Linked DNA regions of Arachis hypogaea: region 2 is linked to region 1. The links are chromatin contacts, called in public Hi-C maps. All regions are on one chromosome and are shown on one strand. The core of a region is the stretch at or near the end of the contact, and the rest is flanking DNA. Distances in the headings are between cores, read along the strand shown.

The links. Hi-C and Micro-C count contacts between places; a contact is called where the count stands out from the background.
Region 2: a Hi-C map of leaf shows a contact between it and region 1, with 2.3 times the contacts expected there. The contact joins the promoter of LOC112800610 here to the promoter of LOC112800602 in region 1. A contact is called at or near these places in 2 of 8 Hi-C or Micro-C datasets (both in leaf).

The regions. Positions count from the first base shown.
Region 1 is chr5:8,810,255-8,813,746 of arahy.Tifrunner.gnm2.J5K5, forward strand. It overlaps LOC112800602, which reads right to left and starts at 1,529. Exons shown (of 8, transcript XM_025842937.3): 1 at 1,207-1,529; 2 at 978-1,095; 3 at 451-512; 4 at 296-347; 5 at 100-205. The coding sequence starts at 1,423.
Region 2 is chr5:8,955,764-8,959,255 of arahy.Tifrunner.gnm2.J5K5, forward strand. It overlaps LOC112800610, which reads right to left and starts at 1,616. Exons shown (of 7, transcript XM_072236663.1): 1 at 1,413-1,616; 2 at 495-596; 3 at 108-153. The coding sequence starts at 1,484. LOC112800611 (transcription factor HHO5) reads right to left here. Exons shown (of 5, transcript XM_025842950.3): 5 at 2,775-3,492. The coding sequence ends at 3,272.

The DNA.
Region 1 (3,492 bases), core at 279-2,778:
TAATTCCCATCCATTGTAAAAGACCAGAGATATACTGCAGGCGACTTTGTCTTTCTTCCCCCCGCAATGATCTAATTGACAGTAAAGCTAGAGTCTTACAGTAAAGGTGTGTTGTTGTTTAGCTGCACCGTAGCTTTCCTTAACAACTCTCCCAGCAACAGTTCTGCTTCCTATAACTCTTCCATTCCGAGTCTTTTTATCAAACCTGGGAAAATATGTTAGTCAGCTTGAGAAAGAATATTTCGGTTGGAAGGAAAACAGGCATAGATAGAAAATGATGAGAGAAACAGAATACTTCTCATAAACCTTCTGTCTGAACAAAACGACATCTCCCTTGCAGACATCACCTAAAGACATCGAGAAGATTACTGTTTATTTGGGTAGTTTTAAGATTAAGTCAGAGAAAAAAAAAAGGGGGGGGGGGGGGGGGAGCCACTAAGAACAATATACCAGTGCAATTAATGATAAAGGATGATCTCGGGTAGAGATTGTATCCGTTTCCATCTTTTAACCTGAGATATCAAAACCGTCACTTGCCAAGAGAACAATTCATTTGCACTAAAATCTTCAGGGTGTATATTCTTAATTCTTATAAATAATTAATTATAAGAAATATATTTACTAAAATTACTCTTGCCCCTCAAATGTAACTTGAAACCACTTAAAAACAGGGAATGATGATACCTACAAAATCATCAATAGCTTTGCCATTTCATATAAAATTTCCTTTCCCCTCAAATTGCTTCATACACTGTCTAACATGTCCTTAATCGACAGACATTTTCCAATTGTTACAGCTATATGTCTCACACATAAAACTCATTCCACCACCCACCCTGAACTCCTAAACCTAATATCACATTCAAACCTTGATAAATTAAAGAAACCATTCCCTAACACGAAGCTTATTTACTCATAATTGCTTTAAATAATTAAATTCAACACAATGGGTTGCAAGAAATGGAGAAAGGAGTTACCCCCAATGCTCCTGTATCCTCGCAACACAAACAGCTCTAGTCCCAGATATCCTGAGGCCGTGTTTCCGCAAATAGGCTTTGCATTCTCTCAATTTCAACGATTCTATGTCATTTCCTTCTGCCAAATCGAAAAACTGATATCAGTTAACACACTATTTACTATATAGTGTAGCATTTAAGTTGATTAATGAATAGATAAATAAAACTGAAAACCCTAAAAACCCAAAACCTCGAAGGAGGGCGACGACTTTGTTGGAGAGGGACTCATCATCGTCGCCGTCATCGTTGTGACCATTGCCAGTGTCATCGGATTCGGACGAGTCATCGCGATCGGTGTAATCGTCGTCCCCGTCGCCCGCGTCTTCCTCATATTCATCATCATCATCTTCTTCTTCTTCTTCGGAAGAGATCACAATCACTGCGCGCTTTCCTCTACCAGCATCCATGTCATCACACGCTCGCACGCCCGCGTATAAATTACTTTTGAAAAATGTATTTTTGGTCAGAACTTTTCAAAAATTTTTTTTTTTTGGTCAAGAGAATTTTTCAAAAATATTGAAAAATAGCTGACTATAGAACTGAGCTTTGACTTTTTTTTCTTGGGCTCCTTTAGTGCCTTGCTTACTCTCTCTTTGGGCTTCGGCCCCTTACCAAATAAAAGGCCTCTCTGTTCGAATTTATTAGGTGCTTTAAGAATAAATGAGACCAAGCCCAGGAAAAAAAAATGCGAATGAGACTTTTTATTTTTATTTTATTCCATCCATGTTGTCATCCATAGGCAATGTGAGTTATTTTTACATAAATTAATTTAAATAGAGTAAAGTGACAATTAGATTACCGAAAAAAGATTTTGGATTAATTAGTCTTTGAAAAAAAAGTACCAATTAAGTCTTCTAAAATAACAAATAGTGGACATGTATGTCCTTTTGTCAATGAATAGTACGAAACAAAATAGAATTGTCCATGTATTTTATTATTTACAGTGGTGTATGTTTCGTTACTGTCACATGAGCAGAAAATGATGTAGTTTTGGACAGTGAAATATTTATTATCTTTTGAGTTTTCATATATCTTTTATCAACTGCTCTCTATTTATCACAAATCTTATCAAAACAAGTGAAATTTCGCTCCAAAAGTTGTTATCTACATGATTATCTTTCATAGATAAACACGTCAGAATAATTAACGGTACATATAAGCATAACTGTTAGGTTTTAGTCGATGAATTGATAGAATGTGCCCACCATTTGCTATCGTGGTTGACCAAATTGGTACTTTTTTTTTTTTACGGACTAATTAGTCTAAAGTCTAAATCTTCAGCCTTCAGGGACCTAAGTCTCACCATTATGGGTTTATGGTTTTATACAAGAGTATGTAGTGAAGTATCACAACCGAGCGACATAAATAAATTCCTACGGTGATCTCTGAGATTCAGGATTTTTATTCTTATAAATTTTTAGATTCAAAATTTACTATATTAGTCCATGAAATTCAACTCCAGACACTATATTAGTTCCTAGACCTTTTTCGGTGCTGAGTTAACGAACAGAATGCTGAGCTAATTCTGATTTATCATGCTAGACATAGGGTTAAGTGATGTCGTTTGGTTTTAGTACTTAAATAAAGTAAAAAAATGAAACAAATCAAACAAAGAAAAAAAAAGTTAAAAAGAAGGAATTATGCATTTTTTATATATTCTTTTTGACAATAAATACAAAGACTTTTAAAAAAATGCATAACTTTATAAATAAAAAGACATAAATTTTACATGAAGAATAAAGAAAGAAGAAGAAGAATAAGAAAAAAAAAGAAAATAAAACATTCTATCTTGCATCATGTTTAAAATTTCGATGTCAGAGTTAAGTATCTCTTATGTCACAGTTAACAATCTTTTAAGAAGAATTAAAACAAAAAAATCAAACAAATAAAAAAGAAATTATACTATTTATTTTATCTTTTTAGTTTAACTTTTTTGACAATAAACATAGAAAATTAAAGAAAAAACGCAGAATTCTATAAATAAAAACACAAATTCTACACACAACAAAAAGAAGAAAGACGAAAAGTAAGAAGGAGAAGCAAAAAAAATGCAACATTCTATTTTATATGTCACAGTTAAAAAATTTCAGTGTCAAAATTAAAAAATTAAAACAAAAAAATCAAACAAATAAAAAAGAAATTATACTATTTATTTTATCTTTTTAGTTTAACTTTTTTGACAATAAACATAGAAAATTAAAGAAAAAACGCAGAATTCTATAAATAAAAACACAAATTCTACACACAACAAAAAGAAGAAAGACGAAAAGTAAGAAGGAGAAGCAAAAAAAATGCAACATTCTATTTTATATGTCACAGTTAAAAAATTTCTATGTCGTTTTATGCTTTTTCTCAAACAATTCCTCCTCCTCTCCCTTCTTGTTTTCATAGTTCTTTTTATTTCTCACACATAATATTTATTGTTTATCCTCTAATAAGAGTATAACAAAAAAAGAAAGAACTATGCAATCTTTTT
Region 2 (3,492 bases), core at 366-2,865, 150 kb after region 1:
GCCTTTCGCCCTTTGTCCATCTTCCATCTCAACAATAAAAGCATAAAGAATTAATATTATGCTAAATATTTTTCACTAATAGATATCATCATGACAACATCAAGTACACCTCATGTTTATTGAAAGTAGGCGAGGAGTGAACGTAAAAATGCCCTGCAGATATTGGAGTAGCATGGTGTAAGTATTAGTTGAAACTCGAATGACTTTTATCCACATATTCATATCATTCCATTGCCATTTTCCTTTCCCACAGCTAAAATATGCCAACTAGGCACTAATCTATTAGTTAATCATAACGCAACTGAATTAACTGATACTCATTTGTATTCGTGTCATGAGAATAGGTACATGTAGTGAGGTAATCAGATAGTAGCAGACAAATTAGATGACTGCAAATGCAAGATCTCATTAAATCTTCTACCAACACAATTTTGATCATACAAAATTTTCTTAAAAGAATGCTACAATGCTAGTTCAATCTCAAGAAATTGCACCTGTTGCGTCTCACCAGTACGATAAAGCACATCCATGTTAAGATCATGATTCTTGAAGACTGAATCAGCATTAAGGTCTTCAGCCAGCCCAAGGAGCTCATCCTTACAATTGAACACAAATATGCATGATTAGACAATTAAACCTCAACATAAATTCTTTCCAAGATAACCAGAAAAACAAAAACCTCAACTGTGAGAAAAATGAAAGGTTTAGAGTAGTTAGTTGCTAGCAAGATGTTTGAGCCAAACAGCTCTAACAAGAAAATAAAAGGAGTAGACACAGATAAACGAATGGCATCTTTTTTTTTCTTGGAAAAGTATAAGTAGACAATGAAAATACTAAACAATGTGAACAATGGATATATCGGATGTTCATTTTACTAGCTGTGCAGATGGTTATTCTAATATTAAAATTTAGGTGAGTAATTTGGAGGTGTAGTGTGTTTTGATTTGATTGGTGATTGTTCATGTTGTTCAAGAAAGGTATTGGTTACCTAGCATTTCCTTTTTTTTTGTGGTGGTGGTGTTTTGGTGGGGGTGTTAAAATGCTCACTGAAAATTTTAGACATGCCATGATCTTCATAAAAGTAACAAAAATGATGCATTGCTCACAAGCAAAAGTAGTAATAACAACTCCATTGACTACAAATTGAAAAGGAAGAGACAATAAGTTTGATCGCATAACGTAATCAAACGAAGTATTTTACTGACTACATTTTGAACCGAAGCTTCCGAATAAATCGTTGTAGCTGAAAGATTCTCACTTAACAAAATTTCACTCTTTTCAATAATAAACAGCAATAAATGCAAAAACACTCGCTTAACTAAAAAAGGCATTAAAAATCATAAATCAACATGAAAGTATATTAAATAGAAAATGATATTAGCATAGGGAAGGGATCGAGTAGGAAGTGAAACCTGAAAGTTCCAAAAGTGAGAGCCAACGTAATTGGCAAAATCGCCGAGTTGGATAGTTACAAGTTCTTTCATATTTACCTCCTACGCAGCCAATTATGCAATGGCGGTGGTGGAGGACGGTGCGGTGGTGAAGCCCGACGGAGAGGCGGGGTAGATTAGAGATGATAGGGGGTGCGGGTGTCAGACCAAGGATGGCCTTTAACTTTTTTTTTTTTGCCGGGTTTTTTTTTTTTGGAACGGGTTCGGGTCGGATACTGCGAAATTTTCTTTTCTTCTTTACTGTCTTCAGACATTGTAGGGTGGTGACGTGGTGTGGCTTTTTTTTTTATCAGTAAATTGGACCATCCTAATTTTAGATACCCAATAAATTTTTTTGGTATGGTAATGGGCCTAAGCCCAAGAGAAAAAAATTATTTTCTAGGTACCCAATAAATTAGACAACACGTGGTGTGGCTTAAGCTTAAGGTTTAGGGTGCAACTGAGGCTTGGCATAGATGGAGGATTTCTACGCCTCTCATCAAGCTGCACTCGGATTCAAATCCCAGCTGAGACTGGATGTTACAAGAACCCATAATACCCATGTAGTGTGTGTGAGTGTATTGTGTGGGTGTGTGAAACATGGGGTTAATGTCTAGGATTGGAGTTGTCCAATCTATTTGACCAAAAAAAAAAAGCTTAAGGTTTAGGGTTGTTGGGTTTGAGTAGTGTGGGTTTGCTTTTTCGGGCTGTGATCAGTGATAAGGCCAAGAAGACCCAACACAACAACAACAAAAAAAACAACAATAATAAATAGAGAAAACAAAAGCAGCATTGTATTATTCTCTTTCTTAAATTAACAGTCCCTCTTAATTACTTGCTAGAGACAAAATAAATAAAAAAAATTACTTGCCAAAACAATCACTAAGTTTTATTAAATATATTAATAAATTGAGAGAGAAATAGCAAAAATATATTTTATTAAATACAAGTTACAACGCATCTTTTTCTTTTACAAGTATAATCTCTATTAATATTTTCTTTTCAATAAATACTTAAAATATGATAGGTGTAAATTAATTAATGAGTTATTGAAATCTGAATACAATAATTAATTTTGCCTAAATTGATATTTAAAAAAAATAAAAGAATTTAGCTAGAATATAGATTAAAATGACCAATTATTTTTTTTATAAAAAAATTTAAACTTTTAATATATTTTTATTAATAATCTTAATATGTCCGCTTAAAACACGTTAACTACAAAAAATAAGAGACACTTGTGAAAAAATAAAGTAGAATCAATTGTTTCCTAACTTAGCTGAAGCTTGCAGAAGAAATGACCATAATTAAACAAGAAATTTGAAAAGTGTGCAGTGACCTTGATTGGTAGAGAAAACAATGGCATTATATATGTTACGAGAATCGATGCTTAGAAGAAAATAACAAGCAACATGGATTATGTCTGTATAAGAGGCCATTCTTGAGTCTTGACAAATGACAAGTGATATATATGCTGCCGCAAAAATTCTGACACTCTTGTGGCCTGGCAATAATATCCACCAAAATGCTGAGCCAATTTTCCCCATCAATATTCCAATGCAGGGATATGGTTGCAACTCACAACTTACAACACCAGTATATAATTTTCTATGTCCCCTCAATACCCTCAATCATAACAAAATGGATTTAACAAAAATTCAACACGGCAGACCAAAACACAATTAAAATTTAAAAAGAAAAAAAGCCTAAAAGATCTGCAAAATCTCATGCTCCCTTGTATAATAATTCTATATGTTAGACTATTATTCTTTTCTTAGTCAAATCCGGGGGGTCTCAACTTATGTATTATTATGACTATATTATATTTGTCTGCAAAATTTTTAGCGGCTGTGATTATCAGATTCTGGCGGTTGGTGGTGAATAGCAGCTTTCCAATTGCGGCAATCTGAGTGCTCATCATCTGCATCCATGCTTGAGAGTCCCTTAACTGAACCTGCTAAGAGTAGAGGACCCTGTGGTGAACCAGATTGTGATTGTGATGATGAATTTTTGTTCCCTTTTCCACATTGATCTTTCTTCTTCATTTCCCATAGATCATCCT